Linked DNA regions of Mus musculus: region 1 is linked to region 2. A link is a contact called in public HiChIP or PLAC-seq data. All regions are on one chromosome and are shown on one strand. The core of a region is the stretch at or near the end of the contact, and the rest is flanking DNA. Distances in the headings are between cores, read along the strand shown.

Evidence for each region. HiChIP or PLAC-seq counts read pairs in DNA pulled down with a chosen protein or histone mark.
Region 1: a contact with region 2 is called in an H3K4me3 HiChIP or PLAC-seq map of embryonic stem cells, with 22 read pairs. The contact joins the promoter of Prr5 here to the promoter of Phf21b in region 2. A contact is called at or near these places in 1 of 15 datasets of contacts at CTCF or cohesin (CD8 T cells), 5 of 484 Hi-C or Micro-C datasets (embryonic stem cells, nephron progenitors and uterus), 6 of 115 datasets of contacts at active chromatin or transcription factors (embryonic hindbrain, embryonic limb bud, embryonic stem cells and 3 more) and 2 of 9 other capture datasets (adipose tissue and pancreatic islet).

Annotation. Positions count from the first base shown.
Region 1 is chr15:84,675,581-84,682,574 of GRCm38.p6, forward strand. It overlaps Prr5 (proline rich 5 (renal)), which reads left to right and starts at 5,418. Exons shown (of 8, transcript NM_146061.4): 1 at 5,418-5,739. The coding sequence starts at 5,603.
Region 2 is chr15:84,853,451-84,860,829 of GRCm38.p6, forward strand. It overlaps Phf21b (PHD finger protein 21B), which reads right to left and starts at 2,679. Exons shown (of 13, transcript NM_001081166.2): 1 at 2,215-2,679; 2 at 1,289-1,354. The coding sequence starts at 2,268.

The DNA of each region.
Region 1 (6,994 bases), core at 4,168-6,667, 180 kb before region 2:
AGATCTCCTGCCACGCCTGTGTGTACTCTGTCTGGGCTCCTCTTGGGTCGCACTAGCAGGAGCTGATTCCTAACTCATTCACTCTTTCCAAGAATGCTTCTAAGGAAAAGCTACTGGCAAGGAGGTGCCTCGAGGAGACGACAGAGCAGGAAGGCAAGCTGGCAACCTGCAGGTCACTGCTGCTGGTGTGTGAGCCTTCACCTGCAGAGTGGGGGGCAAGCGCCATAGGGATCCACATGAAACAGGAGCTGAGGTCGCGGTGCCTTTGGCAGTGCTGGGTCTCCTTAAGGGAATCAAAATACCAACTCTGCCACTCCAAGATTCAGCTCCAAAGAGAACCTCACTGTTCCCAGGCACTGAGTGAGAGATCAGCTCCAGGGTTCTAAAACTCCCCTGCTTCTCTCCAAAGAACTTTTGGAAACTGATGTCCAAGACTTTCACAGATGGGAAACTTTTGGAGAGAGAGAGTCTTTTGGGGTCATGTAGGGGGTCATGTGGATGAGGTGAGGGTGTTGGAGATGAGGGATCTCTGCTGGTCAGAATCCCACAGCAGCCAGAAGCATAGGAGGGAGAAGAGGAGGAGCATTTAACAGGGGGACCAGGTCTAGCCAGGTGGGGCTGTCCCGGGTCAGGGAGACCTGAGGGAAGGTGGCATGAATTAAAAAGGCAGATACCATAGTGTGTTGCTTCTCACACTGATGGACTCCTGTCCTGCCCCGAATGCTGATTGGTCAGCTGGCTTTGCTGTGCAGGGAGAAGAGCCCTCCAAGGTCTTAGCCTAGTCTTGCCCTATGGTGACAGGCTCACCTGGCTTCTGCAGCTCGCCTTCAGTGTCCCTCCCACTGTCCTCTATAACAGGAGCAGTTGCTAGGCTCCTGGTGTGACCCCATGACCTTGTGATTCTCCTGTTCCACCCTCCTCTGCACACCAAGGAAGGATGAGGCCTAGCCCGGGGGCACAGGCCAGAGAGACAGAGCCAGGCACATGCCTTAGCTTCTCACTGGCCCTTTCCTGGGTGTCCGGGACCCCAGGGTAAGGAGCCTACACACCAACTGTACCACAGGCTGCTAGAGACATCATGCCAGTCAGCTTTGGGGAACTGCCAGGCCTTGCCAACAGGGAGCAAAATGACCCCTTTTGGAGTGGATGACCCTTAGAAGGAGATCCTAGGGAGGGTGCATTGAGGGTGGCAGGTGACAGTGACAGAGCTGGAAGGTGACAGTGTCGAAGCTGGGGCTGCTTCTCTTCTGCTCATCAGGCCAGGCTGCAGCTTCAGCCTTGTCATATACACACCCTGACTTCTTGCATGTGCCCTAGCCTCCCTGAACCCCTGTTTCTCTGTTGTGACATGAGACCCCCTCACCTCTGCAAGGGAGCACTGCAGCCTTGGGAGCACCACAACCATGGGAGCACTGCAACCATGGGATCATCACAGCCTTGGGAGCACCACAGCCTTGGGAGCACCACAGCCTTGGGAGCACCAGATGAGGCAGTGTGTTTAAGCCCTGCCTCCCTGTCCTATCTCTTGTCCTTCCTACCCCAGACAAGGATCCCTTCTTCAGTTGACTCCTTCAAAGAAGTTCTCTGTCCTCTTTGATTGACATGGGGAAAGAGAGGGTGAAACCACATTGTGATCTTGTCCTAGACTAGAAATCAGGGGTCAGGAGTTGAGAGTCCTGGGCCCTGAAAATGAACCACCTGGGCCCAGCCCCTCAGTACTTTCATACCCCATGAGTCAGAGAGGATTGTGGGGGAGTGTGGTTCCCCCCCCCCAAAGGGCTTCAGCTTCTATGTTTATTGACCCTCAAATTCTGAGATGCCCATCCTCCAGATGTGTTCACTGAGTCCCTTAGAGGTCAGGTCAAGCAAGACCAGATGGGCCTCCATCCTGGTTGCTCACTTAGGGCTCACTCTAAGAAGGATGGTCCTGATGCTCTTTGAGTCTCCCTTGGTGGCCTGTCTCAAGTTCCTGTTTCTAGCTTGCCAAGTGGAGGTGGGATGAAACCTGGGTCCTGTGGAAGGAGACTGTGGTTCTGAGGTAGGGACACTGGCAGCTTGAGGGATTCAAGAATGAATCCGCTTATCTCCCTTGTCCTTAATCAATAATCAATAATCTTAGGCACAAGTGATTCTCTTCAAGGCCACTCCTAAACAACTGTTGAATCCTTGATCCAGGCACCAAGCCCAGAGGTCCCTATCAGTGCCCAGAGGACCCAGCAAGGCATGTAAGGCCCTGTACCTGCTTACAGGGGTCATAACTGTACCAAAAGATGTCCAGGAATTCTGCCAAACAATGGCTGTTGTGTTTTGGTTTGTTGGGATTTTCTGATACTTCGGGCCACAGGAACACTTTTATAGGAGTTAGTCTTGCCCCCGCCCAACTCCTCCTTTGTCTTTGCTGAGGAGTTAACAGCCTGGTTTCCTCCTAGACTCTACCTTGGATTTCTGGGCCCAGGGAGCTCTGCCCTTTGCTGCCTACCACCAACACTCACACCTAGCAGCACCCGAGCTGCCTACCACCAGCCCCAACACCCGGCGGCACAGCACCCCCGCGTCTCTGTCGCACTTCTGCCTTGGGCTGTGGGTGTAGCCAGTGTTCGTCTGTGCTGGGGCGGGGACAGCTCGTTTCTTTGCTCTCTGGAGATGTTGTCTTTTTTTTTTTTTTTTTTTTTTACTTTCCTTTCTTTGAGACACTGTCTCCTAAGAGTCTATAATTCGCTATGGGGCTGGCTGCAAACTCAGGGCAATCCTCCTGTCTCAACCTTCCAACAACCAAGATTTCAGGCCAGCACCCCTACACTTGGCACTAGAGATGTCTTTTAAGTCTCACCCATTCTGGATATTGCTTGTCCTGCTTCTAGCCCCTTCCCTAGGAGCCCCCTGCAGCTCACTTCTTCCTTCCTCTCCTGCCCACTGTGGCCTCCCCTCCCCTACCAGCCTTCTCCCTCCCTCTGGTTACTCAGACTGCCTCTCTGTTCCCATCTGGCCACTCCTGCCAGACGGGCAGCCAGGGGTCAGTTCTGCCCCTTGTCCTGCCCAACTGCTGAATAAAAGGTCAGGCTTCTCTGAGGGGACCAGGGTTTTGCTGCAGCGACACCCGTGGCAGAGAAATGGTGGCCTCGTGTTTATGCATCTTGGTTTTCACCGATCTGACCTAAAACATGAGATAGATATATCTAGCCATTCCTATTGAGTAGCGACTGTGTGCCAAGCATAGGGAAGGTAGATATGAACAAGTTCCTGCTCCTGGCTCTGATAGACAATGTCAGGAAAGCCAGATTAAGTCTAAACAAGGGCAGGGGCAATCAGAGAAAGGAGAGATGATCTTCAACTTTGATCTCCACTGAAAGGGGTTCTGGAGAGCAGGGAGGCTCGCAGGTTTTGAAGGCATCTCAAGGATTGGGGGCCTCGGGCTTGCTCTTCAGCACAGTGGGAACTCAGGAGGGCAATGTGTGCCATGGCCAGCTCTAGTTATTGTTTGTGAGGGCAAGAAGCAACAGTCAGAAAGAGTGGTCAGAAAGGATCTGTAGTTCAGGCTAGGGTGCTAAGAACCAAGGATGGGGCAGGGTGGGTAGACTCAAGAGGAAGGCCTAGTACATGTATCCGATCTTTTTTATTTTAAAATTTTGATTATGTGTATGAGAATGTGTGCCTGAGTGTGGGTTTGTGTACTTGCATGCAGTGCCCCAAAAAGGCCAGAAGAGGGTGCTGGATTCACAGAGCTGGAGTTACAGGTAGTTTGTGAATTGCCACATGCTAGTGCTGAGAACCAAACTTGTATCCTCTGAGAGAGCAGTTCAGCCTGAGGGTTAGGGTTGTGATTTTACGTTGGCCGGCATTCATACCTATCCTGACGCACATAGAGTTTGTAGGCAGAGACTGGACATACTTGATACAGGATGTAAAACCCCAGGGTCTGGAAGGATAGAGAGAGACCATGGATGTGTGGCCTTCACTTTCCAAAACACAGGAAACTGAAGCCTTTGAGAAGTGACTCACCCAAAGCTTACAGCTGCTCCAGGGATGGAGAGCACCCACCCGGGACATAGGACTAGCCACAAGGCTAGTGCTATGGAGCAATGACAGCCCTCCCCTCCCCTCCGCTCCCCTCCCCTCCCCTCCCCCCAGCCATGCTGACCACCACTGTACACCTGAGTGAGCAGTTTCTACACCCCCACCTGAATGCCGCATCCTCCCAGACCTGGGTTCCTTGACTTGGTTCAGAAAGCTGGTGCCTGTTGTTTGGAGACTGGAAAATTCATCTGCTGTTGACCCCCAAGTCAGGTCCTCACTGGGGCCATTGACTGAATGAAGGAGGTAGGAGCAGCCCAGCCCTTCCCTGCCCTGGCTGCCATTTCACAATAGGTTGAGTGGCCTTCGGCTCTGTGAGAGTTCTTGCGAACAAGGAGTTGTCTGTTTGATCCTTGCCTCCTAAGACAGGCATGTGGGGGTGTCCAGTACACAGTGGCTGGTTAGGAAATGCTGATGGTGGGAGTTGAACCATGACTCTACTCTCCTGCAAGTCACCTGGGGCTGTGCTTGGAAGTGGCAGGCAAAACGAGTGGGACTCCCAGATCTTGCTTGAAGGAGGCTGTGTGTCAGGAGCTGGGGTGTCAGGGGCACTGTGTGTTCGTGAGCCTTGGTCCAGCCTGCCATGTTCTGGTGGCAGAACCCGGGAGAGATTATTTTGCCCTGGGTGCCCCCACAACATTCCCAGCAGGTAGAATTCAAATTTGCCTCAATGCCCCAGGGCTGTCCTGTCCTAGGATCATTTTGCCTTGTGCCTAAGTCACCAGGATTGAGGAGACACTCTGACTTCTACCATACAAGGGGATCTGGGATTCAGGGGGTGCCACTGTCCTCCATTCCTTCAACTCTCGGTGCAACAACCCCTCTGGCCAGTCAATCATCCAAGGTACCGGCCTGAGAGGACCCTAGTCCCTGGCCCCTCCCCCGAGAAAAGGCTCTAGGACAGCCTGGTCATGCTAAACTCAGGTGGGGTGGGGCTGATGGCTGAGGCACCCGGCAGAAAGCTTTGATCCGCAGTGGGCGGAGCCTGTGTCCACGTGAAGGGGTCTGGATAGATCTCTGTGGGCACAGCCTTTCCTCCTGGGATGGGTGTCTGGAGAGGGAGTGAGTTCAAGAGACGTTAATGGGAGCCTATGAGTCCCTGTGCATGGTGTGTGTGTGACCACAGGGTTGGTTGGGTGCCGGGTGGACAGTTGGGATTGAACTGCTCTGTGGCTCCTGTGTGGTGGCTTCCGAAGGGAAGAAGGGAGGTGGCTGAGAGCAAAGGAGCCAGCCCCTTGAGCTGGCCCTTTGGCCGCAGAGGGCTCCAAGACGCCGGCCCCGCCCTCCCAACAGGAGACCACGCCCACTATGGCCCCGCCCAGGCTGGAGGCCCCGCCCCCGGCCTGCTTTTGCGCTCCGAGCGCTCCACGCTGAGCCGCCGCGAGCCATGGTTCACAGGGCCCCGCGCTGGGAGTGCTGCCCCGGGCGGGGGCGCAGGACCCGGGCGGGACCCCACGGGGTCGCCGGGCTTGCTGCTAGCCGCCGACTATCGTCGTAGGGGACGCGGGGGCGCGTGTGGGCCGGGGTGAGCATGAGGACTCTCCGCAGGTTGAAGTTCATGAGTTCGCCCAGCCTCAGTGACCTGGGCAAGAGGGAGCCGGGCGCGGCGGGTACGGACGAGCGGGGCACGCAGCAGCGCCGGGCCTGCGCCAACGCCACCTGGAACAGGTAAGGCGCGCAGCCCGGAGCGGCGTGGCCGGAGACCGCACCGCGCCACTTTGCGCGCAGCTCGCCCCGCCGCCGGGCCGTGCGCGGGGAGGGAAGTGAGTGCAACGTGTCAGCGGCTAGAGCCCACGATCGCTCCCCGGGGGTGGGTGGGTGGGTGGGCGGCCGGGGAGCAGGAGGCCTCTGAGCCCCCACTTCGCAGGGGCGCACTTGAACCTCGCGGGCCCCCGGCGGGGCGCCGCTGCACTTCCTGTATGCGTGTCGGGCCCTCGGCGCGGGGTGGGCGGTGGCTTTCCCTGAGTTGGACCCCGGGCCTCCCAGCTGTCCGCGGGGGTGCGCCAGCTGCCAGACATTCCTTACCGGACCCTTCCGGAGGCCCATCCAGGACCAGCCGGGCGTGGGAAGCCCCTCCCCCAGCTGTGTTCTCAACCAGTCACAGATAGTTCTTTTAGCCATAGTTCCCCGGTGGGTCTCCTCTTGGCCCTTAAGGAAAAATTAAAAAAAAAAAAAAGTATTTCCATCCAAAGTAAAACACGGATTGAGGGAGGTTTGTGGATGCTGGCTCTCCACTCCACCCCTCCACCTGGCAGAGAAATCCTGCCAGGTTCTTCACCCTCTGTGGTCTGCCACTAGGGACACGGCTGTCACTTGGACACATGTCTTCTGTTCATCTAGTCTGAGAGCAATCGGGGGGGGGGGGCACCCGGCTGCCAGCAGGGACCCTAAGTTCCTCCACTAAGCTGCAGCCTGCCTGAGAGCTGAGACTACCTACCTTAGTTTCCCTCTCTGCTGGGCCTACACCGGTCTCCTCATTGGGCTGGGAGCAGAACTGTGAGAGAAGGAAGACTCCTTTTCCCCAGAACTGCTCAACCACTCTCTTCGTCCCCTTCCTTGTCTCTGGCCAGGGTTTAGTGGAGCCATGCTGACTTTTGGCTCAGATTTCAACTCCACTCCTCTGTTGTGTGGCCCTAGGCAGTTGGTTTTCCACTTCTGGTCCTCAGTTTCTTTATTAATAATATGGGTGAGTGACTGTTGTTGGAGTAAATGTGAAGATGTGTAATCAGGCTGTGAGCATGAGTTCTGGCACACAGTAGGTCTACCCTGTAACTCAGAACTCAAGTCTAGGAACATTCAGAGAGTAGTGTCTCGGAAGTTACTAGAAGCAATTTTGTGGGGACCCTTTCACCCCATCTGGGGGCCTCTGGCTCAGAGGGCTTTGATGGCGCCACGTGCCACCAGTCATGGCTGTGAGAAGGTT
Region 2 (7,379 bases), core at 1,429-3,928:
GGTCCCCTCCCCCCGCGAACTCCCCGACTTCGCCGGGGCCGCGCGCAGGCCCCCCTCCGGCGAGAATGGAAGCTTCCACTCGCGGACGGGGGCGCGCAGCCCGGGGGTGGGGGGTTGGGGGGGACGGGCTCCGACAGAAAGGGGCAAATGCCTGACTCCCCAGCCTACGGTCCAGCCCGGCGTCCCCTCTGCTCTTGCGCGCCCCCTCCCATCACTTTGCAACTTTAAAGACTCGGCCTGGAGCACCGGCCTGCGAGCCGAAGCATCCTCCCAGGCAACTGCGAGCTCCGCGCCGCTGGGGAGAGGGGGGTCCCCGTGGGCTGGGAGAGGGAAGTCGGCCGGGCCGGGGGTCCTCGGGCTGCCCTAGTCCCGGGCGGGCGGCGACATTCCGAAGGAAGCGAGAGCTATTCCTGGGCCCGGGCGGCGAGCTGGGGGAGGGAGGGGCGCGCCCCCGCCCGCCGCCTCGGAGACCCGGGTGCACCATTGGCTGTACAGCTCAAAGTTCTCGGCCGGCGGCGCGCAGGGGCGGGGGCGCGCGCGGAGGGGGAGGGGCTCGGGGGCGCGCAGTCGGCAGGGCTCCGGCGGCGGCATCTGTTCGTGGTGCTGAAACCCGGAGCGCTGAGCTCAGCGCAACTAACTCACAATGGACAACTTTTCTTCGCCGTGGGGGCGGCGGGCGCGCACCCCCATGGTTGGAGCTCCTCGCGGGTCCCCACAGCCCCTTTCAGGCATAGACACTCAAGTTAGGGCAGAACTGGGGGGTCCCGGGGGCGCCTTTCTTTTGTTCCCCGGGAGCTGGCGTCAGGTTCCGAGAATAAAAAGTGAGGCCGGCGGGATGGCCGGGAAGGGGCCGGCTAGGAGAAGGATCACCAAACCGGGTCGGCAGTGCCACGCGGAAATGGCTTCCAAGGAGTTTGGGGTGCGGGCCTGAATTGCCGCCCCCTTGTGTCCCCCTCCCACCGCAGCAGGGATCAGGGGATGCCGAGGCCGGGGAATGTCCACGTTCCCAAAACATGTCCACCGCTCAAGATGGACGCCGGGCAGCCGGCGCCTCGGAAGGTACGGCGCAGATCTTTGGCCGGCCGCCGGAGCCTCGCGCTCCCCTCAGCCACCACAAATCAGCTCTTTCTATCAAGAAAGGGAGGACGGCAACTTTGAGGACTGCAGCCATAACCCCACGGGAGTCGGAGCGTGCGACGACCGTACAGGCACTTTTTAGGGTGCTGCCAAAGTGCCCGGCGATCCTCCCTGGACCCCGGTCCCCTGTGGGGGATAGGCCCCTCCTTACTTGTTTGTCGCTGAGCGCTGCGATCCGTGGCTGCCTTTCGTGGAGCTGCTTCTTGAGGTCGCCGTTCTATGAAGACACAGAGGAGCGGGCTCAGCCTGGCCGCCCCGGGGGGGGGGGCGAGCAGGCGAGCCCCGAGCCCCGCATCCCCACCACCCACTGCCTGGCGGACCAAGCCGACCCCAACGCGCCCCAACTTTCCGGGACCGCTTTCCTCACACGGGCCACCGTGCAATGTCGCGCGAAGCAGCTTACCTGTGGCTGCCGCCTCATTGGGGCAGCTCCCGGGGCGGGGCGGGGGCCGAGGCCACCCGGCGGCGCGCCCCGAGCCGTGCAAGTTTGCAGGCCGGGGTGCGGGTGCGAGTGAGTGTAAGAGTGTGTGCCGGGGGAGGGGGGACGAACAAAGAGCCAAGTAAACACGGCGAGTCCGTGTCGAGCAAAGCTCATAAATATTCAAGTCGCGTCCTAATCTCCCCAACACACACACGCGCACGCCGCAATATCACTCGGGCACCGGCCGCCTCTCGCCGGAGTCACAATCGCCAAACTACTTTTGCTAACAGTGAGGGTCGGTGCCGGGCTGGGCCCGGAGCAGGAGGCTAGGAGCTGGCCGGTCCATGCACCCTGTTCCCTGGGCAGCTCTAGGAGGGTCCCCTTTCCGGTCGCCCGAGTTGTGCAAACGGGGCAGTGGCAGAGAAGACGCCACGCTGGGGTCCCACGAACCCTGGATCTGCAAACAGTGCTGGATCGCACGGAAGCGAGGGGGAGAGGGAGAACTAAGGGTTCCATCCCAGCCCCGGGACATGTTCCAGGAAGGGGCCTGCTTCCAGCACCCCTGAGACCAAGAGTTAGATACGGAGCTTCGATCCCTCTCGCCTCCACTCCCCGGGCCACTAAGGCTCCCCGGTCCAGTATCCGGGACTACCTACCTGGTGGCGCGCGAGTTCCACCGCGAGCGCCTCGGACCGGCTTTGCAGCTCCATCGCCGCAACTTGGGCAGCACTTTGCGCTCACTTTGGCCGGAGCTCGCAGGAAGTTGTGCGGCTCGGCGGGAACCAGACCGGGAGAGCTCGGATCCGGTGTCCCGGGCACAGAGAGACACGAGTTCCCTCCTGCAGCGCCGATAGGAAAGGAGGCTGACGAGAGGGAAGAAAGGCGAGCTGGCGCCCAACTCTTCCGGCTGCCGCTAAGTTGCGCCGGGTGCCCGGGCTGCCTGCGCCGCCCGGCGCATGGCCCCCAGGCGCCGGGAGCCCCGCGCAGCCCCCCAGCGCGCGCCCTGTCGCCGCCCGCGCCAGCTGACCGCCGGCAGGGACTATATTTCCTCCGGCGCGCGCGCCTGGATCTCGCTGGGGCCGCGGCAAAGTTGTGCCTCGGCACGATGCTAATTCGGCAGTGCCCGGATGGAGCGGGCCGGGGCGGCAGGAGGCGGTGCCGGGAACCCGCTGCCCGCCCCGCCCCGCCCCGCCCGGCCCGCGCGTGCGCATTGCGTTCGGCCCAGCGACCAGGCTCAGGAAACAAAAGTGGCGGCTGAGCGGAGCGCAAAGTCGCGGCTCTGAGATCTGGGCGCCCGAGCGATCTCCTCGGTGCGCAGCCGAGAGCACGGGGAGCAGGGAATGCTTTCACAGTCCCACTCCCGGAGCGACAATTCCCGCAGCAAACTGAGATGCCACCCTCCTGCTTCTTGCACCTCCTCCCTCCTCCGCTTCCCCTTCTCGCCTCGCTCTCCGGTTTTATTTAAATCACCCGGTCCTCTCCCGCAGCGCCTAGCACTGAGACTGGGGAACTAAATCAGTCCTGTCGCCGGAGTCCCAGCGCCTAATGGCCGCTGTGGTATTTAAATAGTATGAAAACTGATCTCTTGATTGGTCCTTTAATGATTTTTTTTACACTCACAATTAAACTCTCAACAGATGTCCCTAGACTTTTTTTTTTCCAGACAGTTGTTAAAAATCGTAAACACGACAGGTCAGTGTGACATAAAGCAATCATAACTACAGCTGCGGAGATGACATTTCAGAATTCCCAGTCCCGGGGCCGGGGTCAACGTCTCAGAGATTACTGCGGCGGAGTTTCCTGTCCTCATCAATTAATGTCGGGGCTTTGTGCCCTGCTGGGCGCTAGCACACTAGTGTGTTTCAAAGAGGCCAGGGAAAGGGGGGCCTCTGTGTCAGAGTAACCGTGAATTGATAGAGACTCATAACTAACTCTTTCCGTGGGTCACAAGAAAAGGAGGAAGGAAGGAAAGAAAAGAAAACTCAGGCACACCAGTCAGAAATGTCTCTTCAATGGATGCCAACAGTCTACATATTTCCTTTACCCCTCAGGAGAAATCTCTCTCTCTCTCTCTCTCTCTCTCTCACACACACACACACACACACACACCAGAACACCAGTGTTGTTAGAGCCATATACAGTATTGGTCACAGTCGACAAAGATGACAACGATCTAACTGGCTGACTAAACTGGTTCCTCCCACTTCTGGGTTAGACTCAAGTCAAGACAATGTCTCCCACTCCCCATTTTTTCTTTCAACCCCCCCCCCCATTTTGTAGTTAGAGGTGCAGAGGATCCAGGGGCTGGAGCATACTAGGCAAGCCTCTGTTACAGGAGCCATGCTCAAAGCTCCACTCATGTCTTTTGCTGGGGAGGACAGCAGCCTAGGTGAAGACTGGTGTTTGGAGGACCAGGAGGGGCATGTGCTGGCCAAGAGACTCCCTCCTGTGATTTCTGTAAATGTCATTGGCTTTTGGCAAAAACTCAGGGTTATCTTTCTGGCCATGTGGTCCTTTCATCAACAGGGTAGACTTTCTGGCTTTCCTTGGCTAGTACAGACTCTAGCAGATGCCCACCGAAGGAGATGTGCCTGGTCGGATGGTGACGACCCAGTGTGGTTTGTAGTTTTGCCCACTGTCGATTGATTTAGGCTTCAGTAATGATCAACATGTCACCCACTTCCTGGATCATGGCACAGGCCATGGTATGGGAGTTCTCTGACAGACAGTGCAGGAGAGGCAAAGTAAGCAACCAAGGATCAAACCCAAGGCCCGGCCTGTGCTAAGTAAACACTCTACCACTGGGTTACATCCCCAGCCACCTGCTTTGGAGACTCTGAACTTTGATCCCCCTGCCTTGGCTTCCTGAGCAGCTGGGAGCAGGTGTTCTTGTAAGCAAACATGTAGCTTTTCCTGAGCTCCTACAGGCTTCTCTCCCTTCACCTGACCAGTGTTCTCTAGAATATTCTTTCCCTCATTCCACATTTCACAAATTCTTTTCTTCAAGATTCACTTCAAATGTCTTTTCTGGGATACCCCCCCCTAATTTCCACAATAAAACTCCTATCACCCTCTCTGTTGGTCAACCAAGCAGTGCTTACTCATGAGGGGGTACTGGGAGTTGAACCCCAAATCTACCCTGAACAGAGTCAGACACATTTCTCTAAACCTCCTAACCTCACTTCTGTGCAAGATGGGAATCTATCACACTAGACACAGACACTCCGGACCCCTCAAGCGCCTTGCCCACATCTTGACACGTGGACTTATTTAATAGATGGGCTGAATTGCTATCCATTGCTTGCCCTGCTTGCCCCCAGCCTGGCCTTGGCAGCAAGCCTACCCTAGGGGAGTGGTAGTAGCTGCTTTTCTCATTCTGTGAGAAAACACCATGGCGAAGGCAACTTAGAGAACTACGAATTTCTTTGGGCTTATTGTTCCAGAGGAATAAAGAGTCCGCGGTGGTAGAAGGGAGGCAGAAGAAACAAAAGCTGGGGGCTTACATCTCAAACTATAAGCAGGAAGTGGGGACAAGAAACTGGAACTCGTGCTTTGTCACTTCCCAGGGACATTCTTCCTCCAGTGGGACCACACTTCCTAAACGTACCCAAGTTGTCCCATCAACTGGAGAATCACATATTGGAACATCTGAGCCTATAGGAGGTATCCACAGGAGCCACGGAGGCACCAGAACCCGTGTTCATTCTATGGCTGTGGAAGGAACGGCTGTTTGTAGGTAAGGTGTTACATACACCCTGGCATGCAACTCTGGCTCCAAGGACTTGAATGGCACAGCCTCTGAACACAGCCTTCCAGCATTCCACTTCTAGCATTTCCACTTGACATGCACTGACCTGAGCTCAGCACCCCCCTAACATCCCAGCTCCCCTCCCAGGCACATCCCCCTCTCATGTCCCTCCCCCACCCCAACCCCATCACTCACACTGCTAGTCTTTCTATGTGTAGCAGGATACTTATCTGGTTGTCATCCTTGGCTCCTGGCCTAGAGCTTCTAAGACCCTTGACCTTTCCTGATAAGACTGAATGACCCCTGTCATTCATTAAGACCCTCCTTAGTCTCAACTGGGTCTGCACTGAGGGTGTGGCTGACAGTGAGGGTAGACAGCCTCAGGATCAGGCCAACCACCAAAGCAGGAACCCTGCTGTCTAGCCAGGCTCTGGAGGCTGGCTCACAGTGGCTGGCCAGCTCTCTCTCTTTAGCCCACTGGAAAGGTGCTGTGGAGACCCTGGGGGGCTGGGCCAAGGCAAGTTGAGAAGATGAAGACAAGGACAAAGAGTAGCGATCACACTGTGCTAACCCAGGTAACTCGTCATACTTCTATACTTATGTAATGACATCCAGGCCCAGCCACATTTACTGCAAATGATATAAGTCCCTTCACTTGTGGGGCAGAATAAAACTCCACTGTGCACAAATACCACATTTCTTCATCCCTTCATCCATCAAAGGACACCTAGGCTGATTTTAAGATTTGGGTGGTCAGGTATCTCTAGGCTGGCTGGTTTGGTTAGGGTTTTACTGCTGTGAACAGACACCATGACCAAGGCAACTCTTAAAAAGGATGACGTTTAATTGAGGCTGGTTTACAGGTTCTGAGGTTCAGTCCATTATCATCAAGGCAGGAACCACGTTAACGTCTGGTAGGCATGGTGCTGGAGGAGCTTAGAGTTCTACATCTTTATCTAAAGACCACTAGAAAAAGACTGGCTCCCATGTGGCTAGGAGGAGGGTCTCATCGCCCATGCCTACAGTGACACGCTTCCTCCAACAAGGTCATACCTCCTAAGAGTGCCACTCCCTGGGCCAAGCATATGGAAATCATCACACTGGTTGACATTGATTCCTTTAGGTAAATACTTGAGAGCGATATATCTGCATTGTCTGGCTCCGCTGTTCTTGAAGAACCTTCATGCTGGTTTTCCTTGAAAAATGACACGATGTTAAGAGGTAGGATTCAGAAACCAGAGACTCTGCCTCCAATTCCCCAAGGATACTTGGGACTCTCCAGTAGCTAATGGCAGATGGGTGCCCATTCCAGTCAGCTACCCATCAGCAGTTCAGAAGAGCGGCTCTTTTGGGAAGATGCTCAAAGGCCTGCCCTATACTGCCATGCAGGGTACCCTATACTGCCATGTGGGGTAAGCGCCCATGGCTGATGATGATCTAGCCACACAGCTGAAAGAGCATCGTCTACGACTTCACAAGACACCTATCTCTTTCCCCTCTTCGTCTTTGTTTTCAACTTCATTCATCTGTGTCACCTGCTTTGTGGGGGAACACTTCCAGCTGGAACTGGAACTGGCTATGTATCAGAGGAGAACTCTGAAGTCCTTTCCAGTGTTGGGATTATATCAGTGGTTCTCAACCTTCCTAATGCTCTGACCCTTTAATACGGTTCCTCGTGTTGTGGTGGCCCCCAACCATAAAATTATTTTTGTTGCTACTTCAAACCTATAAATTCTCTACTGTTATGAATGATAATGTAAATATCTGTGTTTTCCAATGGTATTAAGGAGACCCCTGTGAAAGAATTGTTCAAGTCCCCTGAGGGGGTTGTATCACACAGGCTGCATATACCACTGGATTAGAGGAATGCCCCGCCTTTCCTGGATCAAGTGGTGTGGGGGATCAAACCCAGGGCTCGGTGCCAAACACACAGTCAACTGAGCCATCTCCCAGGCCTGCAGCATCGCCTGCTGGTGTGCCCACTCTATGATCTCAGATTCATAGTGTTGAATGGAGGGGTTAAACCTGTAATTTCATGTGTGAAGTTAGCTTTTATGCTGATTGTGAGCCGGA